Linked DNA regions of Mus musculus: region 1 is linked to region 2. The links are chromatin contacts, called in public HiCAR-type maps. All regions are on one chromosome and are shown on one strand. The core of a region is the stretch at or near the end of the contact, and the rest is flanking DNA. Distances in the headings are between cores, read along the strand shown. Region 1 holds the start of Fat3 (FAT atypical cadherin 3). Region 2 holds the start of Smco4 (single-pass membrane protein with coiled-coil domains 4).

Region 1 (5,189 bases), core at 927-3,426, 1.0 Mb before region 2:
ATTATACCAAAGGGTGTCCCACTGAATAAACCATTCGGCAATATTGCAGAGTCATTTTCCCCTAGGTTGCCATGGCCCGTTTCTGCCCTGGGAGTAGAGACTGTTTACTTTACTACCTACACTCTGCCTGAAGGCAGGAGGTAGAGAGTTAGACAGATTTCTGCACTTAGGCGTGAAGTGCCTCTGAGGCCTAAGAAAGTCTTTGGAGGGGTTGGACTCCCACCACATCCTTGCATCTTCAGTTACCTGGCCAGCTTCCCAGGAAGGAGGTGGAAGATGGCCTGTCCTGCTGCCAACACCAACTCCCTGTGCATCCCAGGAGCCATCCAGCCAGCAGCTGACTCTCCCAGTCTTCCCACAGAAGCACTAGAATGTAAAATGCTTGAATCACTAAAATCTTTGATGCAATACTAACAACCTTGGGTCAGTCACAAGGAATACACCATACCAGGAGCATATTTATATGGCAATAAATTTTTAATGCCCTAAGAAAGTGTTTGAATAAAAATAAAATCAGAATAGAATTATGCAAAGGACATAATTGGAGAGCAGGTAACTTTTCTTCTGGCCTTTCTGACTGTGAAGCCCTGGACAGCATCATGCTTCTGTCCTGGAATTAGTTGATGTATGGCTAGCTGTCAGTATTCCTTAGTATTTCCATTAAATGCTCAAGGCAAGCAAGCGGAGCATGCAGAGTGCTTTATGGGGCAGTCAAGGCAGTGCAGAGGCTGCAGAAGGCTTTCAAGGGGGAACCGCCCACCTACTGAAAGTGGAGGGCTTTTCAGATCCTTAAGGCCCCAGGCTTGGGAGAGGAAGACCAAAAAGGCAAATTCTAGTAACTCTTCAAAGGGTGTGACTGAGCACAGAGACTTTAAGGAGAGACAGACTCTGCTCCTGGAAGGGAAATTCAGGAATCAAGAAAAGGAGCAAATTTATCTCTACAGCATGTCTGCGGAAGCATCTCTCTTGGAGTTACTGCTCGGTCCCAGAGTTCCAGAGAAGCTGCCTGGGAGTGGGCACCCTAGGAACCCCCTGGGGTGAAAGCCTGCTTTAGACAGACGTGATTTGCTGTGCAGCAGTGGGGGTTGGGTGGAGGCTGGCGCTGGCCCAGGTTTACCGGGGCTGGCCGTTAGTTAGGAATGTTTCAGAGCTCACAGGCAAGGAACATAGGCTGAAGTGTAGCTCTACTGAAGCAGTGTGGGTGGGGTGGGGTGGGGTGGGGTGCCATGAATCCTCAGACTTGTGAGGATGATCCAGAAGTAAAAGGACCTAGAGGGCACACCGGTTGGTATTGCTAATCACCTGGCTCCCCTGAGACTGTTCACTCATTCCTGTTCTGAATGTCTTCACATCCCACCGTGTTTCAGACTGGGTGGGGGTGATGAGTCATGTTACTTTTTAGTCTGATTCTCTCCCACACAAAGGTGATCCCAGTGATCTGAAAATGCGTGGGAAAGAAATGCGAGTCCCGGGTGGGCAGCAGGAGGTACAGCGTTTGATAGCCGTGCCCACTGTGCTTCAAAGTAGCCTGAGGAGCTTGGGTAAAACCATGTTGGTCTCATTGTGCCTCGGTTTCCTCATCTGGTCCAGAGAAGTCTAGTGTATTCTAGGCAGCAGGCTGAAGAGCAGAGCAGAGCAGAGCAGAGCAGAGCAGAGCAGAGCAGAGCAGAGCAGAGCAGAGCAGAGCAGAGACGATTGAGTGTGGTGTGTGCGCGCTCTCTGAAAACGTCAGTCTGACTTTGGTGCGTTCTTCCAGCCACGCTAGAAGTGGAGGATGCCTAGGCTCTAAAATTAGTCCAGCTTCCAGGCGAGGCGCCCTTAGCGTCCTCCTGCTGACCGCCGGGTCTCCCTGCCCCCCTTTCCCTCCCCTTCTCTTCGTGTGGCGCTCGGAGATCTCTGGTCATCCCCCACCCCCATCCCCCGGAGGACGCGGCTCTGCGGGAGGGAGGAGAATACAGCGAAGCTAGGGGTTTGGCAGTGCGGCGGCGGCCGCCGCGAAGAAGAACCCGGTACCTCTCCACCGCCAGCAGTAGCGGTGCAAGCTGACTAGAGCAGACGCGAGAACCGCTCCCCCCGGCAGGCTGCGCTGTGATCTGGGCTGCGCGTTGGGACCTCGCTCCCGGGTTCCCCACCCCTCCCGCCGCCATCCTCCTCCGACTCCCCTCCTCCGCCGCCAACCCGCAGCAGTGGCGGCGTCCTGAGCGCCTAGCGCCTCCGCTCGCCGCCCTAGCCTCAGCCGGGAGCACGCGGCGAGCACTGCGGCGGAGGCGGCGGGGTGGCCAGCTCGCCCCTAGACTTGAAAGGAAGACCACGGAGGACTCGTCGGGTGCAGGGGCGCATCGCTGACCAAGGCAAGGGTGCGTGAGGATTTTTAGCATGCTTATTTGGGTGCATGGTGCACTGGCTGGGGTGCACCTTTCTCAGAACAGCCTCAGCAACCTGGTTACAGAGAGGCTGTGATGGGTGCTCCGGAAAGCTAAAGCTCTCAGAGAGAGTGGGGGGAAACTTTTCACCTTGTAAAGTTCCTGCCTGGGCGCTGCCTGGAGCTGTGGTCATTACCGCTACCAGCTGGAACCCAGGGAGACAGCCCTGCGGCAGGAGCCAGGAAATGGCACCGGAGTTGGTTAAGTTTAGGGCTAGCAATAAGAGGAGGGCGATCTTTCGGGTCTGTACATGCAGCTCTGGGTCCTCACTGAGCTTTGGCCGTTGGCTGCAGGTGGATGATATCAGGCGGCGATTCCGCTGGGTAGCTGGCGCTTGCAGCACTCAGTAGGAAGAGGGGCAGATGCCGATGGATGCACTTGCAGGACCCAGAGGCGCAAGTTGGGTGCATGCTAGAGGAGGCTATGAGCGGAGCAAAGAGCCCAGCCTCCACTTCCACGGTGCAGGAAGGGTAGCCTAGAATGTTCGCCTGCCCCTGCATACTATGTCTGAGTCTTGGGTTGTGAAAGGTTCTAAATGACAGCCGACTTTGAACTGGTGCGACAGTTTAGCCGAGAAGCCAGGAAAGGATTTCTGTTGTTTTGACGGGAGATGGACCCGACTGCTTTGGGAGAACGCATGATTTTTGGCGGGCGTCAGAACTGACCGTGCTATTTGAAAAGAGAATAGCGGTAGTCTGATCATCCCAGGGATGCCGAACAGCCCTTGCGGCTCCTCGTGGGCACGTTGAGGGCGCACTGTTCGCCGCCCCGAGTTCTTTCCGGAAGGTGTGGAAAAGAAACCATTGGCTCACCGGAGTGCAGTTGGGGATCTTAGGGAGCTGGCTGGGGGTGACAGAGGTGGACTGGACAGATTTCGCGTGGCGCTTGGTGAGCGAGAGGACTTGACCAGCTGGGGTCGCTGAGCTAAAATGCATCGGGCCGGGCTGGAGAAAGGTGGCGAGCCCGGGTCTTTTTGGCAGTATAATGCGGTCACTGTTTCTCCCCCAGCAGACTCTTGTCTCGTGTGTTTTCGGAAGTGTTTAAACATTGTCCAAGATTAGACTTTGCGGAAAGCAACTTTTGTTGCTGTCCTCTGCCCGGCTCTTGGGAGCTGTGGTGCGCTCGGAGAGAGGGTGAGATGCAGAGGGCCGGGTGTTGCCGGACGCTCTAAAGGCACAGCTCTTGGCTCTTGCTACCAGAGGAAAGGGGGCGCTCCTAGATGTGCATGCTGGTGATAGCACCCACCTTGAGGTACAATAACGAGCAAGCTCGGCAATGAGAGTACCCATAAATGAACGTGAAGGTAGACTACACAGGCAGTGAAGATGCGGAGGTGGCTGGGAGTCTCCCAGAAGCAAGAAGCTATGGAATGTGGAACCGAGGGCAGCCAATGGCTCTAGTCTCCCTGAAGGAGACCCACTTCGCCGCCGCTTGCTCTCGGGTCCTGGATCTTGGTGGGGGTATTCCAGAATCCTAGGCACAGAGGCTGGAGTGAGGGACACTGGGCTAGGCTGAGGGTGGGAGAATCCTTTCTCTGCCTTCGCCTCTTCCCCGCCCCCAGACTTTGGCGCGTTTACTTCCAAGTTGGATCCCACTTCCATTTACAAGTGTCAGACAAACCGCGCCAAGCACCCGCTCAGCCAGATGGGGGAGGGCGCGGGGCGGGAGCTGTGAGCCCACCGGGGTCGGCTCCGGAACGGCTCTCCGGAGTGCTTTCCTAGCTTTTAGGCCTTGATGTTTAAAAGGTATATAAAAGAAAACTGCAAAGCCCATAGCACTCGTGTACACTCGCGTACCAGCCTTTTATCCTCCTTCCATCGACACATTCATTTTCTGGCCCCACGCTTGCATTTTCAAAAGCGAGTTTGGGCAATGGGGGGAGGGGCGAGAAGCTGGCCGCCAGTCCACCTCTGTGGCTTTGAGCTCTGGGCTTTGTTGCCAGGATTTGATTGCGCCCGGGCCGAGTTTAAAAAAAAAAAAAAATGTAGAAAGACAAAACAGGCCAGACACACTGCAGGCGAAGCTGCCTTGATTCGGGCCATGGAAAGGGAGAACTGCCATCCAGGAATTGAGGACCCAGAGGCCGGCATCCCAGAGAGCATAGGCTCTCTCGCTGCTGCAAGAGCCCAACTCTGGGTTACCCGATGCTTGAGTGGGGGCGGGGATGGGAAGTGGGGGAGGAAGTTCAGTCTGATGTGGAGATTGAATCTCATCAGAAAGAAAGGGAGGAGATGGGAGAAAGGGAGAAAGAAGGAGAAGACATAGAGAAATAAAAATGATAAGCGATCTTAAAATGTGCCGATCATCGACGGCTTCTTCTCCACACCGAGCCTCTTCCCTTTTTTTTTTTCATTATTATTAAAAATTGAACAATTGCACATGGAGAATTAAAGAGTAAATTTAAAAGGCATGCAAGGTAAACAGGGCACCAAAAGACAAAGAGTTTCTTAAATGTATAATAACTTCTCCTCGATATGACTTTAATGTAGTAGGGTTGGTGTGTGTGATGAGTTCAATTGTCTTTTTTTTTTTTTTTTTTTTTTTTTCCTTAGCATTGGATAGGGAGTCAAGTTGCTTTCGAGAAATAAAGCAAATAATTAAAACCAGTTAGATCAGGAGTCCCCATTGTTGTCTCTGGAATTTGGACAATGAATGGTGTTGGAATGTGTTTCTATGCCCTGTGCAACCGGGGGGAGAAAGTTCCCAGGACTGTCCATGTTATAACGTCTTCATATCTGAGCCACACAAAACTCCACGTGAGAGACA
Region 2 (5,725 bases), core at 2,967-5,466:
CACACAGCCCACTGAACAATCTTCCTTGATACAGACTTAACCATCTTTCCTTGAGGAAACTCCCAAACCACAAGACAAAGGCTCCCTCCTATCCCCAGCAGAGTGTGCACAGTCCTACCTGCCCAGAAGCGATGTAAACACAGGCCTCGGTTAAAGACTGACTATGTGTTAGACACGAGTCTCTGGGCCATCACGACACCTGTGAGTGACAGCCTATCAAATTCCACAAGCATGCTTCTGAGCCTTGGAGATAGCATGACCAGCCTTTCCCATCCACAGGACACATGTGTCTGTGAGCCATCCCGGCACCGTGCTTTATGGATCACGTGCCATCAGGACTGCTGTCAGGGCCACGGCCTGTCATGACCGTCTAGTTCCCCAGGAGTGAGCACCTTAAGGCTGTCCCCAGCCTGGTTCTGTATACTGTGCTCCTTAGTTCCTCAACAGCTCTGCATAACCAGTAAGAATGAACTCAAGAGAACAGAAGGCAGAGACGAGCTCTGAAGTGTAGAAACTAGGCTATAAAAATGTAAAGGAAACCAAAAGTAACTCATTAAAACAATGTGAGAACGGTGAAGGAACAGGTCAAAATATAAATTCCTGGGATGTTTTAAACCTCATTTGTTTCCACAATTTAAGAGGGTGACATTTTAAAGACTCACAATGAAGCCATTTCCATGATTTAAAAACTATTTCTTTTAAAATATCTTTGGGGAACTGGGAGGTACTTTTATAGACTGACTAGATCCTAATAAAAATCCTGGCGTCCGTCACAACAAACACCCTCTTGGAATTTCATTTCCTTTTCTGCACACAACTGACGACAGAATTTCACTGATGTTGCCACTAAGGCAAGTCACAATCTGCCTACAGCACAAAACTTGAAAGCCCAGCAAGAACGCTTCCAGCACTGGATAGACAGTGGACTGGCATCTGCCTCAGTTCCACTTTAACTACAGTCCCCTGTAGGGCCAGCCGGATTCACCTCTTCTGTGACCTCCCTGCCTCCTCCCTCCTCACCTTATCCAGAAGCCCCACCCCCAAACTCCAATATCTTTTCCTTGTGCAAAAATGGAGAAAAATCTACAAAGTAAGCAAAAGAAAACCAGATATAACCACATCCAACTTCCAACCTGCCCTTTCTGGCTTCTGGTTTTGTTCAGTTCCTTATTGAGTCCATCCGCAGCCCAAGGCCCTGGAATGTTCTGTGTGTGCTGGGCTTGGTGTGGGGAGGCAAAAGCTGGAGGAATTATTCATAAGGACAAAAATGTACTTTAAAAAGCCTTTCTCCCCTGAGGACAATTCCTACTGGAAGACTTAATCAATCCCATTATCTGGAGTGCCTGAGCAAGGAGAGAGAGGAGGGGCCGCCTTCACACTGCCTTTAGTTCACAGGCAAGGGAAAGCAGCAGGCCTCAGGCTTTAGAGGAGCAGACCCCGGGCCAGAGGTGAAGCCAAGGGCTCACACCCAGGCCCGCTAAACTTCCAGGATTGCTTCCTAGGCTGAGTCCAGAGAGCCCTACAGTGCCTAGGGCCCAGCATCCTGGGTCAGAGAGCACGTTGCCTGTCTTCATGTTCTCAGTGAGAGGTCATAACCTTGTACACTAACAGGAATTCCTTTCCCATCACTGCGATCGGCTCTCTGAGTGCAGAGATACTGCTGTGACACAGAACTGTGCCTCTTGGCTTTGCTTCCTCGGAAGCCAGCAAACTGAAGCCCACTCTTCTTCACACAGCCTAAAGAGCATCAGAGGCTCAAGTGGAAACTGTCCTGAAAACATGGTTCTTGCTAATCTAGCCGTCTCTGTATAGTCACATTCATGCATATACACATCACGGATATTTTAAGGACTGAACGGAATTAGTGAAGCCCTGTGTTTTTAAGGTATCATTTCACCACCATCTTAAACTGAAGAGATAGTCATCTACTGCCACTTCCAAGGAACTAACAAAATTGTTTCAAGGATTACTGAGAATGACATGGTCAAATCAAAGCTGATGTAGGTTCTGAAAGCTGAAAATGGAAATGGGCAGGGGAAAAACATTCAGTTATGATAAAGCAAGAAAATCACCCCTCGGGTTGGAGAGAGAGCTCAATGGTTAAGAGCACTGACTGCTCTTCCAGAGGTCCTGAGTTCAAATCCCAGCAACCACATGGTGGCTCACAACCATCTGTGATGTGATCTGATGCCCTCTTCTGGTGTGTCTGAAGATAGCAACAGTGTACTTACATATAATAAATAAATAAATAAATCTAAGAAAGAGAGAGAGAGAGAGAGAGAGAGAGAGAAAATCCCCCCTCACCTTACAAACTAAAGCTTGATCATTAATGAGCTGCTTAGCCCAATTACTGCGATTGCCCTCAGGACCAAAAAACTTTCCCCAGTCCGGGTGAGAGGCTGCCCCAGAAGAAACGGAGGAATAAGATAGAGTACTACATCTTACTGGAATAAGCATACACTATTATGTAAACTATTTGTAGTGGGCTGCACCCAAGCGTACCTCATGCATACATATTTACTATTTGAATGTGGAAGAAATCAGCTTGAAACATCACATGCAATTGGGAAGCCAGCCCACTACATATAGCTGGACCAGAAGAGGTAGCAAGGATGCCGTTACACAGGATACTGAGATGTGGACATGCCCCTCAGGAAGGGCCCCATCAAGCCAGCTGAGCGACCACCCCAGGCTTGAACGCTACAATAAGAAGCAATTCATGCCCATGGATGGCATGTTCAGTATGGTCTCAGCTCTAGAAGCGACTTTATAGCAAAGACCAGTAGCCCATAATACCCACTACCTTCGTGAGTACAGCACTCCAACGTACACCTAGTACCAGTTACGACTTTCTTGCTTTGTGTGTTCAATCTTTTTAGCTCCTGTTTTCTTCAAAGCTATCCTAATTTCTTTCTGGGGGCAAGTAGAAACATTTGTACACATGAGAGACTGCACGTCAGACAAGGCTACACTTCAGGCTATCCTCGGAAACCTCCTCCTGCCTTCTGTAAATTATCTGGCTTTTTTCTCCTATTGCACAGATTAGAACACTGAGGTCCATAGGGCTCACCCAAGGTCATGTCCTGCTGACACATCTAGACTCTCGCAACGACTCAAGAGGCCCATGGCCTGGGCCCACAGCTATGCTCCACTGCACTCAAGGAGGCATGGAGGTGATTTGAATACTAAGCGTATTGGGGACGGGCCATCAAGTTCATCAAGGGGCACCACATAGGTTGTTCTAATAACGCACGGGCATCTGTTGAAACCTTGTTTGGGAAGTGGCCAGCGACAGACAGAAAATCAGAGGCCATGTCTCCTAGCCACACACTATGCCTAGATGTGCTGTGCAGCTTTGAGAAGCTGCTGGCCCAGCCCGGAGAATCTCTTAAACGCTAGGGGGCCGGGAGTTTCGCACTGAGCCGGGAATGAGAGGTTGGGTGGGTGTGCGTGCTTCATGCGGTCCCATCCCACTCTCTTCAAACACCCTGCACATACCGTCCACTCCGCGGCCCGCTCAACTTCCCCAGGACAAACGCACCGCAGTGTGAGGTGGAGGAGGCACCGGGAGGGGTGGTCCTGGAGCCCGCGACGCAGCAAACCACGCTCAGCTCCTTCCCCACGGGGACCCCGAACGCCACGAGGGGCCCCCAACTCTCGGCCGGGCCCCTGGGCCGCAGCGGGGAAGAGGCCAGCCCGTCCCCGCCGCCCCGCTGGGTTCTCCGCCACCCGCCGCCACCTGCAAACGCGCGCCCCTCTGCGGGCCGCGCGTGTCCCCGCGTGTCCGCGCGGGGCCGCCTTCCCACGCGGGGCCTCGGCCGCCCGCGCCGCACTTCCCGCCCGGCCCCCGAGGCCAGCGCGCCGCCCCAACTTTTCCCGGCCCGGCCCGGAAGGCGCAGCGGTGAGCGCAGAGCCGTCCCGCCCGCCAGCGCGCTCCACCCGCGGCGCCCCTGCCCCCAGCACCAGCACGCGGAGGCCCCGCTCGGAGCCGCGCGGTCCCCGCAGCCCCCGCGCCCACCTGCCGCCGCCGCGCACGGCCGGGTACGTGGCAGGGGCCGCCGCTCGCCCGCCTCGCCTCTGCTCGCGCCTCGCGGGCGGCTCCGGGGCGCGGGACCGCGGCTCCAGGCGCCCTCTGCCGCCGGGAAGCCGAATCCTGCTCCCTAACCCTAACGCGGGGCCGGGCCACGCGGCACCCTGCACCCTGCGGACGCCCGGCAGGCCAGGCCGCCTAGCCCGCCGGAGGAGGAGACGCACGCGTGCGGTCACGCCCAGAAGGCAGCCAGGCCTGAAGCACCCTGTGTCAGGGAACCCGTAAATGGCAGGTGGCGGTCTGGGTTGCAAAAGCGAAGTGCTTTCTTGCGTGCTCCACTGCTAACAGGCCAGGTGCACTCAGATGCGCCTCCGCCATTGTTGAGGGGAGAAGGGGAGGTTTAGGGTCCCTGTTCTTGAAAATGGGTATCAGGTTCTACATGGCGGTCCCGCCCTGTCAAGCGGACTGTGACCAGAAGCACTGGCTTCCCCACGAGGTCACCCTTGAAGAACTGTGTTCAGGTAGCCCTTAAGTACATCCATACCTGGCGCAGGTTAGAGAACAGGTTAGTGTCCAATGGCGGTAGTTTGTTCTGTGACCTGTGCCTGGGGTTTATGAGGAAACAAAATACAATCACAGATCTCCTCCCCTAAGGGAATGTTCTGACCTGGGTTTGTTTATTTATAATGTTCAGCTTGTTATAAATAAAATGGGACTCCTTGTCCCTTATCAGTATTAAAGCCCCATAAGGCCCTAAGCTAAATGTTATTAAGGACTTTTAGCCAAACACATTTGGGTTTTAAATCAACCTCTTAAAAGTTGAGACGTCTTAGGAAAGCTAATCTCCTTTTGCCAAAAATGAACTCATCCGTAAGAGTCATAAAACCTTCTTCCTGGTATAGTCATAAAAACCTACTTGCCGGTGTTATATTTGAAGATATACAGAGATCATATACAGCGCTTAGCATAGCCCTGCCTGGTACTCATTCGTATTGTTACTCTTCCAGTGCAGGGCGAAAATACACATGTAAGAAGACTACTGGGGATCTAACGAGATGACTCAGTAAAGTACCTACCACCCAAGCGTTAGCACCTAAGTTCAGATCCCTGCACCCCCATAAAACCTAGGTATAACATCGAGAGAGAGAGAGAGAGAGAGGGAGAGAGAGAGAGAGAGAGAGAGTGTGTGTGTGTGTGTGTGTGTGTGTGTGTGTGTGTGTGTGTGTGTGTGTGTAATCCTAGGGGAGACATTCAGATCCCTGGCCAGCCAGCCTAGCCAAAGGCTGAGGTCTAGGTTCCGTGGGAAACCCTGTCTCAAGAAAACAAGACAGCAAACCATGGAGGAGAGACAGTTGATTTCCACATCTTCAGGCACTTGAGGATACGCACAGAAAGAAATAAAGGCTATTTTTTAAGGTTAATTTTGTTTGAGGCATTGGATCCCCTGGAATTGCAGTTATAGGAGGTTGTGAGCCACTTGTGGGTGCTGGGAGTGAAACTCAAGCCCCCTGGGGGAGTAGCAAGTGTTCTTCTGTGCTCTCTCCAGCTCCTAGGAAGGCTATTTTCCCCCCACTGGGGACAACCTTAACACCACAGGTGGTGGCTCAGTCACTGACCAGCAAGGTCAACCTTGGAAACAGCTGTCTCAGTCCCTCCTCCCCTGAGTCCTGGTAACACACTGATTTGTTAAGAGCT

The links. HiCAR-type assays count read pairs that join an accessible place to other places.
Region 1: a HiCAR-type map of astrocytes shows a contact between it and region 2, with 5 times the contacts expected there. The contact joins the promoter of Fat3 here to the promoter of Smco4 in region 2. A contact is called at or near these places in 2 of 39 promoter capture datasets (cranial neural crest and second pharyngeal arch cranial neural crest), 1 of 484 Hi-C or Micro-C datasets (embryonic stem cells) and 2 of 115 datasets of contacts at active chromatin or transcription factors (astrocytes and embryonic forebrain).

The regions. Positions count from the first base shown.
Region 1 is chr9:16,499,041-16,504,229 of GRCm38.p6, reverse strand. It overlaps Fat3 (FAT atypical cadherin 3), which reads left to right and starts at 2,176. Exons shown (of 26, transcript NM_001080814.2): 1 at 2,176-2,357.
Region 2 is chr9:15,491,923-15,497,647 of GRCm38.p6, reverse strand. It overlaps Smco4 (single-pass membrane protein with coiled-coil domains 4), which reads right to left and starts at 4,216. Exons shown (of 3, transcript NM_001359604.1): 1 at 4,019-4,216.